2 separate regions of the Mus musculus genome follow, and region 2 is linked to region 1. Evidence: chromatin contacts called from public HiChIP or PLAC-seq data. All regions are on one chromosome and are shown on one strand. The core of a region is the stretch at or near the end of the contact, and the rest is flanking DNA. Distances in the headings are between cores, read along the strand shown. Region 1 has its middle 79 kb from the start of Gm52811. Region 2 holds the start of Tbc1d14 (TBC1 domain family, member 14).

What was found. HiChIP or PLAC-seq counts read pairs in DNA pulled down with a chosen protein or histone mark.
Region 2: a contact with region 1 is called in an H3K27ac HiChIP or PLAC-seq map of T-cell acute lymphoblastic leukemia, with 3 times the contacts expected there. The contact joins the promoter of Tbc1d14 here to the enhancer-like site in region 1. A contact is called at or near these places in 9 of 39 promoter capture datasets (the 3T3-L1 cell line, cranial neural crest, embryonic stem cells and 4 more), 4 of 115 datasets of contacts at active chromatin or transcription factors (T-cell acute lymphoblastic leukemia, astrocytes, embryonic forebrain and 1 more) and 1 of 9 other capture datasets (embryonic stem cells).

What each region holds. Positions count from the first base shown.
Region 1 is chr5:36,004,806-36,007,898 of GRCm38.p6, forward strand. No RefSeq gene overlaps it. Among named protein-coding and RNA genes, the nearest start is that of Gm52811, 79 kb to the right of the region's middle. Within about 2 kb of position 1,501, at least 36 of the 459 cell types and tissues checked have an H3K27ac peak or open chromatin away from gene starts, as enhancers often do. A contact at or near this core is called in T-cell acute lymphoblastic leukemia, where this site is marked.
Region 2 is chr5:36,581,024-36,583,908 of GRCm38.p6, forward strand. It overlaps Tbc1d14 (TBC1 domain family, member 14), which reads right to left and starts at 1,374. Exons shown (of 14, transcript NM_133910.3): 1 at 1,332-1,374.

The DNA of each region.
Region 1 (3,093 bases), core at 251-2,750:
CCAGACTTCAGGGCAACTGTGAGGTCACAGAGCTATTCATCAGAGAAATTCAGTTTGTGGGGGCCCCTGGGGCTCTGAGAAGGAAGAACCTACCCTCACTTGTCCAGGGTCATCCATTGAGACCTAAGCATTGGCCAAGTGTCACTGAGCCAGTTTTTAAGTGATGTCTTTGGTTTTGGAGTCCCGGTGGGCTGGATGAGAATGAGGGGTCTCCTCAGTGTCATTTAAAGCAGAGGATGACTGAGTGCTTGGCCACAGAGCCCCCTAGGGTACTTGTGCTGTGGCTTATAGTCTGTAACCCGCTGTCACAGAGCCTATTAGGTGCACAGCAGGAGCCTCCGCAGGAAACACTATTAGATGTCTGTGACTTGGGAAGTTTGTGACAGAGACATGGGTTTTATAAGGCTGTTTAAAAACACCTCTCTCCTCATGGGAAGGCAGTCAAGAGCTCAGGTGGGAGGCACATCTGGGATAGAGGCTCCATGGGAGGAGACAGGTATGCATTCCTCCTGAGCTGAAGGTGGGAGCCAGGCAGTACAGGAACATGGTGAATGCCCCAACAAGGACCCTTCGTAAGCACCAGGCAGAGCAGAGCAGCTGTTTCCTGCCTAGGGTGCAAGCCTCCCCTCTAGGAGTCTAGCTGGCCCACAGTGTGGCTCTCTTCAGGCCCACCTGTCTCTAGAAATGCCAAGTGACTGTTCTTGTGCAGACTGGCCAATCCAGAGCCTGTGCCCCCTGCTTCTAAGGGATGTTTGCCTCAGCGGTCTGCCAGATGTGATGCTGAGTGCTACACATAAGACATACTGCTGGTTGGATCTCTGAGGAGCAAAGTGGGGGTCTAATAAGACCAATATGCCCAATCCGTTTGCTGTATCTGGAATGATTGAAAAGGGAGATTAAGGGATCATGGAGGCACCTGAATGGCTGACAGCACAGCTCAGGGAAACCACTCCCAAATCTATACGCATGAGAGAGGCTTCTATCCCCTTTGCTACACAGCATAGGCTTGCCTTAGAATGTCACTGGGCCAAGCTCATATCACACCCCGTAGGGGACCTACAAAGCGGTGATGTCTAATGCCCAGCAGCCTTGAGATCACAGTCTGTCCCTCTAGTGGGCTTACAGAGTGCACAATTGGTTGCAGGTATGTCCACCTGAGATACATGGCTAGGGTGGGACAAGGACTGCTGACACACAGGGAGGGCAAAGAACTCACACAGCCTGGAAAACTGCAATTCATTATCATAGCCCACTGCCTGCATCCTAGAACTAAGGTTGGACCACTCCACCCGATGCTTGCTGCTGACCCTGCATGGTCCAGGCACACTGTACCATGACAACATCTCTGGTTGTCTCTTGTACCAGATGCGGGGACCCTTGGTAGTTCTTGTCTACGGGTGCGCTGGCCATCTTGTCTCTTATGTCTATATTTGGAGGCAGTACTCCTGCTTTATAGCTGACAGGCGGAGCAGAAGGCACCAAAACACACCAAAGGGCTTCCTGTGCTGGCCACGTGATCTGATCAAACCCTCTAGACCTCACGGGAAGAAGGCATGGAGTCTGGAGGTGCTGCAGCCTTTCAGTAGCCTGAGGACACACATACACCACTCTGTCAGCTCAGAACACCATAGTTAGGGTGGTCTCCACTCGGTTCTGTGATCCAAATCTGTAGAGGCCCTCCTCCCTTTGCCGACTTTCCTGCTTGCCCCACCCCCATGGCCATTTTTCTCTCTTCCCCAGATAATTTCCTGTCTTCTGCTTCCTCAGTATCCCCACCTCACTTCTGACTTTCCTAAGAATACAGCGTGCCCAGCACATCTGGCTGCGTTGCCCTGTCCTGGGAATGGGCCCAGCACATCTGCCTGTGTTGCCCTGTCCTGCAGATGGGTACCTTCTGCTCTGGGCTCCACCACACTTGATCTCCGTGGCCTCACTGTGGTGTGACTCACTCGTAAGCTGGCTGCTGTCCTGTCCCAGCCTACCCCTCTCCCCAGGAGCAGCACATGGGCCCATTAGGCACTGGTGGGGCTCCAGCATTTTATACTCCACTTCCACACTGTCTGTTCTCTTGAGCTTGACCGTGCCTGTCTCTTACTCAGCACCCTGACAGGCCCCAAACTAGGCACTCAGTGACATTTTTCTTCAGCCAGAAGTGAGTCCCAGTGGTTTTGTCTTCAGAGCACACTCTCACTGCAGCCACAAGGTCCTGGCTCCTTTCCTAGTTTCCCATCTTGACCTGAGGGCCTATGGGACCATGTCCCTCACCTGATCTAGTTCTTGCCCAGGGCTCTCTCTCCCTTCTCATCTCTTACCTCCCCTGGTCCCACCAATGTAAGGACCAACTCCTCCTGGTCCACTTTAAGATTGAGGCATATCTAGAGCCCAGAGCCCAGGAGGCAGCTGCAGGAACAGGAGGCGCTGGGCGCTGTCCTCCTTAGCTCCCAGCTGGTGCCTGCTTGCCTGGCTCTGCTCTCAGTTTATCCAAGGTTGGAAAGTCACAGGCAGCTATGGGATGGAGCAGAAACAAGGGAATCGTGGGATTCAGGAGGATTGGGAGTTTGGGGTAGGGATTATGTTAGATCACTGAAGTTTGTACCTCTCTGAAGAACTCGGCTAATGCATTCACAGGGGCAGGGAACTGTGATGAGAAACATAAAGACTACCATTTTTTTTTTTTCACTAAATCTGTGCACCAGCCACTCTAGCCCTTTCTCTAGGCTGACCCACAACTCTGTAAGGTCATAAAATTAACTGCGTCACCTTCACTACTCGGAGTCTCTGGTGCTCTTACTATGACGTGAGGACTTGTTTCCCATGCTGGTCCCTGCTGTGACCATGCCAGTCACCCGCTGTGGTCATGGGTGGTCTGAGCATTCTTAGATCTGGCTGGCACCGTGGCTAAGGGTCTCGCTCCACCGTGGAATGGCTTGCACATCTGCTTCAGGGCCACTGCCAGAACTGTCCTGTGAGCTGTGAGGTGCGCCATGTGCTGGAGTTGATGCGCAGCCAAGACTGACGCTGTCATTATGGCTGATTTGTCATTGCCCCGGTCATTGTCATGCTGGCAGGCACAGCTCAATACTGCCTCCTGAG
Region 2 (2,885 bases), core at 124-2,623, 580 kb after region 1:
GCAGTCTGAGAAGAACTGGGCATGGGGAGGAAGAAGATTTGAACACACCACAAAGGGTTGAGGAGGAAGGACTGAAGGGGACAGAGGTCTGAACAGGTCAGAGATCTGAGGAAGATACAGGCTCAGATCCTCAGAGCAAACTCGGTTGGTAGCCCACAGCCCCGTGAAAGTTGGACGAGCCAATCGTAGCCTCCGGTCTGAGAAAACTTTAGCAAGATTTGGGAAAAAACGTCTTAGGGGGATGGAGATCCGAGACACATCAGGGGTCTGAGGACCATATCTGAAGAGGCCAGGGGTCTGAGGAGCACCAGGATCTGAACAGGAGAGGGGTTTGAGAAGGACAGAGATCTGAATACCTCAGGGTCTGAAAAGGAGTAAAGGCAGAGATGTGAACAGGACAGGGGTCTGAGGACGCTGGCTCAGGGCGCACAGAGCAGACACCTCTACAGCTCGCAGCACCACATCTGAGGAGAAAACTTTTCACCAAGTTCTGGAAAAGGCGCACGTCGCGACAAGCGCTGGCCGAGGGCAGTCGCACGTCAGCCGGACCCCAGCCCTCCCAGCCGCCCTCTCAGACCTCCCTGCCTGGCCGACGCAGCAGCAGGTGGCAGCGGTCAGCCATCCGCAACCTCTCAGCTTGACCCTGCAGAGCCCCCTCAGTACCCGAGCTACCGCAGCTCCAACGCCATCTCCCCGGCCCGTGGCCCGCAGCCCAGGCCCCGTGGGGCCCGCAACTCGCTGGGCTAAGAGCGTAGACTCCGCAGATGCCCAGCCTCAGCAGGTGCTTGCCGGCCGCCCGCGGCTAAAAGCAGCCAGCGCCAGACCCCACCCCCGCCACGCCCACGCCACGCAGCCACGCCCCCACAAGGCTGCTTCTCTTCCCTTCCGCTGAGCCTCTTTAGCCCAACACCCAACGCAAATCGCTCGCTCCCAGGGCCTCAGGCGTACCGCCACGCCCCGCACTCCAGAGCCACGCCCCCGAGAGCTCACTAGCCACACCCCACGCTCGTCCCTAGTCACACTCCGGGGGACAGGAGCGTTACCACGCCCCGCGCTCCCTATCGCCGCCCTCACGCTCCCTAGCCACGCCCCCGCTAAGCTTCCACTGCTCTTCCGCCAGGGCTCTCGCCCCCCGCCGCAGCTCCGTAGAGCTTAGGAGCCTGCTATTTACTACCGCTGCTCCTCCGGCCTGCCAAGTATCCGTCCTGGGTTTCGGGAGTTGTGTCCCTGGCCCTTTTCTGTCCTCAGGCCCAGGAAGGGCTGCAAGGAAAGTTCCGAGAGAGTCACAGTGTCCATACCGGCACCGCAGACGCCTGGCGGAGGCCCCTTACCTGGTCGGCTCCGCCCGCGGCCATCTTGGAAGTGGGAAGTGGGAGGGAGGGGGAAAGCAGCGCATGGGGCTGATCCAGGCGTGGGGAGCCGAGCGGCGGAGCGCATCGATGGGACGCCCCTGTCCAGCAGCTGGGGGAGTCTTAACAGCCCACGGGAGTATTTAGGGGTACACGTGAGCGCAGGTTACAGATCATTGACCTTGGAATGCCCTCCCGGTATAGCCTTAGCCTGTCACCTGTCAAACGGGCTTTTCTGATCACTGTTTCATTGCGCTTAGTGCCTAGCGCTGTAGTTCGCCAACTTTTGTCTTCACTTTAATATTTCAGTATACAACGCCCAGCAGGCTCAGGAGGTGACAAGACAGGGTTCATCATCAGTGTGTTTTGAAAGTTGTGTGATGGTCTCGCTTAGGAACTAGAAGAGGCCTCACTAGACAGCATCTTTCTCTAGCCTGAGATACAGAGATCCACCTATGTATTAAAGGTGTGTGCCACCACACCTGGCTTTATGCACATTTTACCTTTTTAAGTAGCAAAAATTACAGAGACACAATCTATGAAAAAGTATAATTCAGGAGGTAGAAGTCAGCTAGAGCTGAGCAGAGTTAAGCCAGATGTCTATGGAGGATGTCTTCTATCAGGCCAGGTCATTGTGCTGCATTTCCCTTCCTGAACTCACCTGCACTCGTTTCCTAAGCCTCAAAAAGCAGAGACATGAGTGTTTGTTGGATCCATACAAAGGGTACTTGGGATGATTTGGGTTTATTCTAGGAGTTGTCAGACCCCGAAAATTTACAAACACAAACAAGCCCCTTTAAAACCTGACTGCATTTCAGCCAGGAACCATCACATGAGGCTGGAACCATCACAGTCCTACAGGAAGAGGAATTTCCCTGCCCTGGCAGGTACCTGGAAGCAAGCAGGAGGAAATCCATTTGTCTTGGTTACAGTTCTGTTTGTGCTAGCCTCAAAGTTGCAACCTAGAAAACAATGAGTTTGAACTCCTGATCCTCCCGAGTCTACCTCCCCAGTTCTGGGATTATAGGAATGTACCACCACTTTTGTTTCAATTGTACATTCATTTCAAAACATTAGGTGATGGTTCAACCTCTGTACAACTCTCTCAAATATTTTAAAATATTTTCACAAATCTGAACACAGTCCAGAGGAAGGGCTTACAAGACCAAGGCTATATCAAAAGCTATGAAATGCACACCGTCCCCAGGGATGAAAGAAGACAGAGAGAGGTTGGGGGATAGCTCAGTGGCCTGACTTCAGTTCCAAGGAGGGTAGGGAGGAGAGAAGAAACAGACCAAGAGTCGAGCCATATCTGAGTGTCTTGGGTCTGCACATGTGTTGTAACTTTTAAACTTCCACATGGCATGTGCTGTTTCACAAGGAAACAATGTCGGGTCCCACCCAGCCACCTGAGGCCATGAGGTTCTCAGTCCATCACACCAGAGCCTTCAGCTAAATAAGCCCAGCCCTGTGCCTGTTCAATGCACAGGAAGAAGGTCTACCTGAGAGCCTGACAGCATTGACTTTCATCGTGAG